Regions from separate parts of the Mus musculus genome. Here regions 1 and 3 are each linked to region 2. The links are chromatin contacts, called in public HiChIP or PLAC-seq and promoter capture Hi-C maps. All regions are on one chromosome and are shown on one strand. The core of a region is the stretch at or near the end of the contact, and the rest is flanking DNA. Distances in the headings are between cores, read along the strand shown. Region 1 overlaps Kif16b (kinesin family member 16B). Region 2 holds the start of Flrt3 (fibronectin leucine rich transmembrane protein 3). Region 3 holds the start of Otor (otoraplin).

Region 1 (2,858 bases), core at 54-2,553, 2.1 Mb before region 2:
AGTTCCTGCCTCCTCAAAGGAAGAGGGAAGGACTGAGGATACTCTGCGTTATGTTCCCTGCGCCCTTCTTGGGAATGTCTTCTTCCTAGCCTTGGTCCTGGTCCGTTTGGCTTCCACAAAGTGACCTCCAAGCACTATCAGTGTCATTGACACTGTTCTCCAATGTGATCTCTCCCTTTCCAGCCTGAACTTCATCCTTGGCTAATGTATAAATTTCCCCCCACACCTACACAAGCTTCTGCGAAGCCCTCTGTCCACTTCCTCTGCTTAGTTCTCTTCTAAGCTTAGTCCAGGAATTACATTCTCAGGAGGCTTCTCTCCATCTCCAGTTTGAGTTGATTTGTTGCTTTTTTTCCTTGGGCAGACATTCTGTGTATGTCTTCTCTTTCCAATGTAATCTCATGCCCGGGCATTTTCCTGATGTGGGCTTCTTGAAAGCAAGAGCCCTCCATTCCTTACTCAGTTTCAAGTCTTGCACATAGGAAGTAACTCTGCAGATCTACAGATCTGGGGCTGCAGCCAGGCTCTGGATGAGTCAGTCTATCAGCAGGCCCGAGAAGCCTGTGCTGGGCATGACCCATGGCTACTGTACTCCTGCTTGTCTCCTTCGCTCCTAGTGAGTGCTTCCTTCTCGGCTGGTGTCTAAGGATCACAGACCAATGTATCTCTTGTCTAGAAGATTGCAGTAATAAGACTGAGTTTTATAGTAGTTAAAAAAATTTCTGCTTAGTACTTTTCCCAGAGCCAATCTATCTTAACAGTTGTGGCTGTTTTGCTAATCATCATATCTGGTGAGACTCAACGTGTCTTCAAAGCAGCAGGTTCTCCCTCCCTCCCTCCCATTCTTTCCTCTTTTTCTCTTTCTTTTTGTTCAGCAGGCAACCTACTAATCTTTCAAGTACCCTATATCTAAAAACAAATAGCAACTACAGAACCGTACTCTGAATTTAGTGGGCTCTTGATATTTTTAAACATCAAGTCTTTATATCATGAACGGCCTCCTTTGTCTGGCTGGGCACATCAAGTTGGACACATTTTCTATTCCAGTTTTGGAACCTGCTGCTGGCCTGCATCTCGAGCTTCTCTGGAAACTGGTTTGTACACACATTGCTTCTTAATGCCAGAGACTTTTTGGATGGGGCAAAGCAGCCTGGTGGCTTCCTTGGGGAGTTAGCTCTACTTTGGAGAACTGCCCAGCTAGGGTCTTTGCCAGCAGATAATTTCCCTGCAGGGGAACATTCCCTCTCACTGGCACAGTGTCTTTAAGAAGAAAGCAAGCTGACTGCTCAGCCTCCTCCACCTCACTGGAGACTGAAAACAGGCAGCTAGTTTGGCAGGAGGCGGAAACATTCACAGCTTCGTGAAAGTGCTTGAAGCAAAATTAGATACCTTCCAAGTTCATTTCAGTATTGAAAATAAAAGAAAATTTTGCTGGCACATTAGCCTCCTCTAAGTACTGCACAGTGGCGAGCCCATTTAAATGTATAAATTTGAATAATTAAATTCTAAAAAGAAGCAACTCCGTTTCAATCCAAGCTAGACCTACAAATGTCAGAAGCCAGCGTCAGGGCTGGGTTTGGTAAGCCACCTCAGGATTTTCACTAAGGCCATAGCACCCCTTGGTGACTATGGAAGGCCCCTGACTCTGTGATGACCTGAAGCTATCCATCATCTGGGGAAGAAGATAGAAGAAAGGTGGTCAACTTTATCACTGAGGTTCAAATCACAAACAGGTAGAAAAATTGCTGCAGAGCTGGCATGTGGCCATGTCCTCTGCCTTGCTCGAGTTGCTCCCCTATCAGTGAGCCTTTCTCTCCGTCTTCCTCACTGTTTCAGTGTGAAGTTTCCCCACACAGACATATGTCAGGGGAGTTGGTCCCACGCAGTAGCCCTATTCGGGATGCTGTGTAATCTATGCTGTTGGTCTCTAGGAGATGGGGCTTGAGACTCTGGACTGGACCCTTTGCCCTGTTCTACTCCTAAGGTGTAGCCAATAACCTGTCGCTCTTGCTGCCAGAGCCCACAGCTGCTGCCTTCCATCCCCAGCCTTCTGGGCAGTAATGGACCAACCATTTTCCCTCAATATCTTCTTATCAAATGTCTGTCATTTACTATGTTTGCCAAGAAAGGCTCATACTAGATTCATAAGGGTTTTTAAAAATATTTTTCTTTCAAAGCTTTTTTATACTCTTTTAATAACCACGTAATTTTCTATTGTAGATATTCCATGTCTAACTGGACTTATCTTCTATTGATTTATGTTTTATTGTTTAGTTTCTGGCTATCATATGCCATTAGCCTGAAGAAATTTGTGGCTAATTCTGGTGTTCTCCATAGTAACTTCCTTGAGGCAGAAAAATGTAGTGCTGGCATTTCTAGTTCAGAGAGAAGAATTTGAAGGTCCCTGATTGCACATTAATAAATTATTTATTTGATCACCTTCCACTAATACTGTGTAAGTTTCTTTTTCTTGTAAACAATTTTGAGAAATGGTCTTGAGTTCTTGAATATATATCCTTGTGAGTTCAGCTTCTGGGATGCAGTTCCAGGCTGTACTGCCAGTAAGCAGAAGCCAGGGTTCCTGCCTACAACCATGTAGAAACGGGTGCCTTTCCCCAGTGTCTTGGTTGTTACCTAGGACCCAACTGTGTATGACTGTAGCTGAGTTTCTCCGTGAACTGGAACGCTGAAGTGAGGGCAGTTCCCACATTCTTGCTGTCTTCTGGTTGCTTGTAGGAATGGAGTTCTAGAAAATAAATCCAGAAGAAACTCAAATCTGAAGAAACAGTTTTAAGATTGGATGTAAACAGTGAGAGTTGCCAATGTGAAGAGTTCTTACCAGCTAATAGCCATTACAT
Region 2 (2,889 bases), core at 277-2,776:
GAATCAACTCTCATCTGAAAATGGTTTCTAGAAAGAATTATTTCAAACAATAATTTAATCCAGGTGTTTGATTTTCAGTAACTGAAATCACTCCTATCCTTTCCTGAGAGGTTATCAGTTACACCTACTTTTTCCATCAAAAATCTACGGCCACCTCTCAGTTTAACCTGCACTACTGAAGACTTCTGAGAAATTGGCTTTTCAATAGATGTTAACATGCTAAAGTCCTACTTTCATTCAGTGGGCCATTCCTCAGAAGTCAGCAAGAGAGCAAGCATAGAACAATAGGTGTCGGAACATCTCTTATCGAGGGGTCACCTTCCACTCCTGAGAGCACCCATTCTCAGAGGGGAGTTCTAAAGGTCAAACAGCTGCCAAACTCAAGTTAGGAACCACGTGAAGCTAACGGAGAGAATAGCCATGTACTCCTAAGACAGACAACTAGCCTTCAGAGACAAACAGACCATTTCCTAGAAAGGATAAAGTCATGAGCTTGTTAGAATCAAGCAAAGAAAGAAGGGAAAGGAGATTGCTATTTGGGTAAATATAGAAACAAGATTCGTCACTTAAATTCACTTACTTAGGAGAAAACTTACAAGTCCAAATAACAGAAAACTGATGATAAAATTATACCTGGAAATTAAAGTCTTGGAATCCTGTTAATTAGGCAGAGAAATCTTAGTGTCTTGCAACTGTCACTATTTATTCATGTACGCAAATTAAAATGATTTAAACCTGGAAGAACCATTTCTAACAGATATTTTAAGATATTGATGACTGCAGCCATGCTCGTGGCAGCAAAAACCATAATAATAATAATAAAAAAGAATGTAGTTAGGCTCAACCCTTTTAATTTTAGGGAAGACTGATAAATATGAGTGATTGTATCTTCCTAGTTCTGAAGTAGAGGTATACCCTTATGCACACATGTAGGTGGTCTCTCTAGTAGTACATAAAACAGTCTTCATTATGTGAAAATGCATGTGGAAAAAAAAACCTTTCTACTTCCCAATAAGACTGCTTTCTTCAATATTTTTCACTGTTCTTCCATTTTCTCCCTTCTCCTAAGTAAATCACCATTTGACCCTGCTTTCTCATTTGCCAAATCAATATTAGTTGGGATTGCCATCCTCTGTTCTCCACAGTTACGATTTTAATGTAATAAAAATAATCTGACTTTTGTTAACTTATTTTTGGTACAGATGGCTTGAGCATCAGACACCTGTTTCTCTATTGTGATCTTATAAATATTCTCCTAGCGTGCTTGTGTTTTTCTGAGTGTGCTATCACTACCTTGCAGTAGTAAACTTTAGGGAGCGCGGAGATTCCAGAGTTGCTGCCTACAAACCAAATGGCATCTCAGCTTTGGCAAACTGAAAGGCTCATTTCGGCTTCTCTCACCCCCTCTAGCGTTGGCAAAGCTCATCTGTCTGATTATCCAGTTACCTCACTGAACAAGAGCTGGGCTAAGTCCTGCCCACCTATGACATCACCCCCTTCCTCAACCACTGCGAGGTGAAGCTTTAAACTTCAGACTTGGAGGTGGGCTGCGCGCAGTCAACTGGATGCTCTCGCGCGCAGTCCTCAGCGCAGGAGTGATCTGAAGCAGGACCGCTCAGGCTGCAGCTGCCGTGGCTTTGTGTGCACTGGATGCCGCGCTCCGGAGACGGGGGAGGGTTTTTACTTCAACTCACAGGCAATGGAATTACAGCTGTAGCAGCAGGGTATAAAGGATTGCTTTTTCCTCGTCTTCCTGGTAAGTGTTTTCCATGCTTTTTCTCATAATTGTCCCAGAAACTTCGCTTGCTCTTACTCTCTAGAAGGAAATGACTAGCTTGGTTCCATGAGGGATCCAAGTAGCCACGTTTGCTCTGTCAGCAGGACGGGTCAAAGATGTGCGTGCAAGCCAGCTCTAGGGAAAGTCTTACAAAATAGCCGAATGTTATAAGTTTCTTACAGACTTAAATCATTTTTAAAAATAATAAATAGCTCCTCTCTGTTTCAAGCAATTTCTATCCGCGCAGAGCTTCACGGAAAACTGCAGTTGGAAAGTTGAGTGTTTGAGATAGGAGAGGCAGATTTTTCTCGGCTACAAAAGCGAAAGGTCGCTAACTTGGTGTGTACTGTATGTGTGGTATGATCACCTATCGCTGTTTCTATAACTGTGAAAGAAATCAATAACCCCTCAGCCCATGAGTACGCAGTACATGAAAAGCATACATCTTGCTCGCCGCCAGCAAAGCTGCGCTGGGAGACTGGGATGCCTCTGTAGAGGATTAACAGCTACACCTAGATTTGAAAGCTTGCACTGCTTATCCGGCCCCAGCTCCTTCAGGCATTCCGGGCTCGGGAATCTCAACTAGTAAATCCAACTCAGAATCTCCGGGCCAAACCATATTCCCAGTCCAGGAGACTGTCAAAGCCTATCGCTTGGGCGAGTGTAGAATGTGACTAGCATAGTAACTGGGTAGTCCACTCAGAAAAACTAACAAAGCTCACCCTGGAAGCCGTGCTTGATGTATGCAGTGAGGGGAACAGGGGAGGGAAGCCTCATCAAATGGCAAAGGCAGAGTGTCCCTTCACTTGCAACACACAGTGAAAAATATTGTATTGATACAAATGCGTTAGACCACAAAGCTTCCAAAAGGTATTTAAGTGTATCTAATTAAAAAAAATGTTTTTCAGTAAATTATGTCTGAAACAAAATGGTTGCATAAAGGTAAAGAGTGCAACAGGCCCATCTTTTCTCAACATTGGGAGCGGGTTTATTACTTATTTAGAATGAAAAGGAGATGGAAAATGTTGGTGTTTTCCAAATTACAAAATCAAATGGTTTTTAATAATTATTTTGATTGTTCTCAATAAATCTATGCTTCAAAATGCACATAT
Region 3 (2,700 bases), core at 129-2,628, 2.4 Mb before region 2:
GAACTCTGAGCCTCACTACCTTAACATTACTTCTCTTTCTGTACTCTCGTACTTTGCCTGAAATCATCTGGAATCTATAGGAAGTTAAGGTCAATAAAAATTTAAAGCAAATGGACTCCCATTTTACAGTATGTGTACTTTCCACTTTTTAGCAATTCAAAGTGACATATAGTAAGTACATCCTGACTGACACCTTCATCGGTTTTAGATGTATCTCTTGGATGACATCACCCATGCTTCATCCCTCCCTGGACTCTGCTTTGGTCTGTGGGTACATTTTAAGTCAAGCAAGTGGCTCCTGCAAAATCAAAGAGGATTTTCCCCTTTAGACTGACCAGTCACACACAACCCTTGGCAAATCCTCTTAGACATTTTTTGAAAGAGACTTAACTTATGTGCAATGCAGAAACCTCAGCATGCATGTTTTTTTTCCCCTGATCAAAACATCAGTTTGAATTACCCTTAATTTTGTTGTGAAATCACCCCTTTTTAAAAATGAATCTGAATTTTTGTGTTTCCACTTACGGTTTCCATATTATCTTTGCAGCTACTGTTAAACATTAAACGGACTGAGGACAGGAAAGCCAGGAAAAATTAAGAGTAATACAATTAAGAATATATACATATGTATGTATGTATGTATGTATGTATGTATGTATGTATGTATGTATGTGTGTATGTATGTATTAAAAACAGTCTCGTCTTACACTGCCAGCCCAAAACTCTCCAGCTCCGTTTTCTGTTACCAGCTTGGAGTAAACATAGATCTGCTGCCCTTTCTTGACATCGATGAACCTACAGTCTGGGGCATTGTAATCTTCCTGTGCTCTTGCCAGAGAAATAGTATCTGGAAGAGAAAAAAAAGGGGGGGAAGTGACCAGATGTCCTATGAGTAAGAAGGCAAAGTGTAAGAAAGGTAGGAGAGAGGAAAGGAGAGCACAGCTGGGTTTCAAACGGGGGTTGCGGGGGGCGACAAGGAAATCTTAGGAAATGAATTCTCTGCAGTTAGACCCCAAACACAGACCTTGAGACACAGAGCTGCAAACAATGAGCACATTTAGGATTCACTGCAAAGTACAATCTGGCTGTTTGCCAGACAGATTTCCCATTATATGATAGAAAGACAATGAGAACCAAACCGTTAACAGTGCCTTACAGACACACTCCTCATCCGCACACAACTTCTTAGAAGAAAGTTTATCCATAAATACACCATGCCCGGCACATAGAACCACAAGGCCCCCAAGCAAAAGAATCAATATCCTTGCCATCTTCCTTCTTGCTGTTTTGACTAGCACTCTTTGCCTGATTCAAGGGTTCTTTTATTTGAAAGCTGACTCTCTGGGTAAATACCCAGCCAATAGGAAGGGGCCAACCCCCACCCCCCTCTCTCTCCTCCCCTGTAATTTTATAATGTGTGCAACTGGATTCCAGAGGCTTTTTGGCATTTCATTTTTCAGAGAGAGTCAAACGCCCTGTGTCTGTGTTCCACACAAATGTCATGCCATGCTTAAAGCTGTATCTGCCACAGCTTGTGGCGTCTACCAGCAGGGCTCTGTTGAGAGGCCTGTGAGACTATCAACCACTGTTTATTTTTCTCTTTTGTCCTCCTGTTCTTTCAGTTTATGAGCAAACATGTATTGACTGTAGGAATCTGTTCAAGATGTAAAATGGAGACTAGGGAGATGGTCACTGGATCAGGCACTTGTTATGCAAGTGTTTAGAATAGAACCCCAGAACCCATACAACAACTAGACAGGCATTGTGGCAGAGACAGACACAAGACATCCTGGAGGCAAGCTTGCTAACTGGAGAAACTGTAATCAGCAAGCTCTGGGTTCAGCAAGACCCTCAATAAATAAAATGAAGAGAAACTAAGGAAGATACCCAATTGTCAATGTCAGGCCTTCTCAGGAACACATATGCATACGTCCACACACATGTAAACACAGACACACACACAGTGCGGCACACATATACATTTTAAAGAGTCAAAATGTCTTGAGAACAAATTTTATTTTAGTAAGTCTAATAAAATTCTAGATTTGCATAATATATGCAAATATATTTGCATAATGTATTTTGTGTTGTTTGTATATGTAAATATGTATTTACATAATATAAAGAACTCTTACACAAATATTTTGTGATAGGTTTCTTAGAAGTTATGTTTGGCCTGAGCCACTGTGGATTATATAATATATTAGTTAATATCACAACCAGATCTTACTAATGTGGAAGCAAGAAATAAGTGGGGGAAGAAAAGAAGGTAAATCTTTCTTTATTCCAGTGTTCGTTAGCTTACGACATGGAACCTGAGACAATCAATTTATAAAGACAAAGTTTGTTTGTGTGGGTTACAGGTCTGGAAGTTCTAGTTCATGGTCACTGCTCCCATTAATGTGGCTCTGTGGCATGTCCTGGGAGAAGCCAGTAGCAGAGAACACCACTTACGGCCAGGAACCAGAAGATACAGAAAGAAAAGCCAGCAGGACCTTGCAATCTCCTTTGCGTCACCCGCAATGACATATGTGCCTCTCAGTAGTCCTCACCCCTCAAAGGTTCAGCCTCCTCCCAATTGCACCAATCTGGCGGAGCACACGTTTTAACATGAAGGTGGCGTTTTAGAGACATCCAAGATCAAAACTGTAGCAACTTCTTCTAAGGATCATGTATTTAATCTACAAATGCTGATTGATC

What was found. Promoter capture Hi-C pulls out the DNA fragments that hold promoters and counts their contacts. HiChIP or PLAC-seq counts read pairs in DNA pulled down with a chosen protein or histone mark.
Region 1: a contact with region 2 is called in a promoter capture Hi-C map of the 3T3-L1 cell line, with 15 times the contacts expected there. The contact joins the enhancer-like site here to the promoter of Flrt3 in region 2. A contact is called at or near these places in 6 of 39 promoter capture datasets (the 3T3-L1 cell line, 3T3-L1-derived adipocytes, liver and 1 more) and 2 of 115 datasets of contacts at active chromatin or transcription factors (embryonic forebrain and stem cell-derived neural progenitor cells).
Region 3: an H3K4me3 HiChIP or PLAC-seq map of embryonic limb bud shows a contact between it and region 2, with 13 times the contacts expected there. The contact joins the promoter of Otor here to the promoter of Flrt3 in region 2. A contact is called at or near these places in 7 of 39 promoter capture datasets (the 3T3-L1 cell line, cranial neural crest, embryonic stem cells and 4 more), 4 of 484 Hi-C or Micro-C datasets (the N1E-115 cell line, cerebral cortex, embryonic fibroblasts and 1 more), 4 of 115 datasets of contacts at active chromatin or transcription factors (embryonic forebrain, embryonic limb bud, forebrain and 1 more) and 1 of 9 other capture datasets (liver).

The regions. Positions count from the first base shown.
Region 1 is chr2:142,730,261-142,733,118 of GRCm38.p6, reverse strand. The region is part of intron 17 of Kif16b (kinesin family member 16B); the gene reads left to right. Among named protein-coding and RNA genes, the nearest start is that of Kif16b, 170 kb to the left of the region's middle. Within about 2 kb of position 1,303, at least 83 of the 459 cell types and tissues checked have an H3K27ac peak or open chromatin away from gene starts, as enhancers often do.
Region 2 is chr2:140,670,113-140,673,001 of GRCm38.p6, reverse strand. It overlaps Flrt3 (fibronectin leucine rich transmembrane protein 3), which reads left to right and starts at 1,526. Exons shown (of 3, transcript NM_178382.4): 1 at 1,526-1,756. The region is part of intron 3 of Macrod2 (mono-ADP ribosylhydrolase 2); the gene reads right to left.
Region 3 is chr2:143,077,071-143,079,770 of GRCm38.p6, reverse strand. Otor (otoraplin) reads right to left here and starts at 1,378. Exons shown (of 4, transcript NM_020595.3): 1 at 1,157-1,378; 2 at 708-847. The coding sequence starts at 1,271.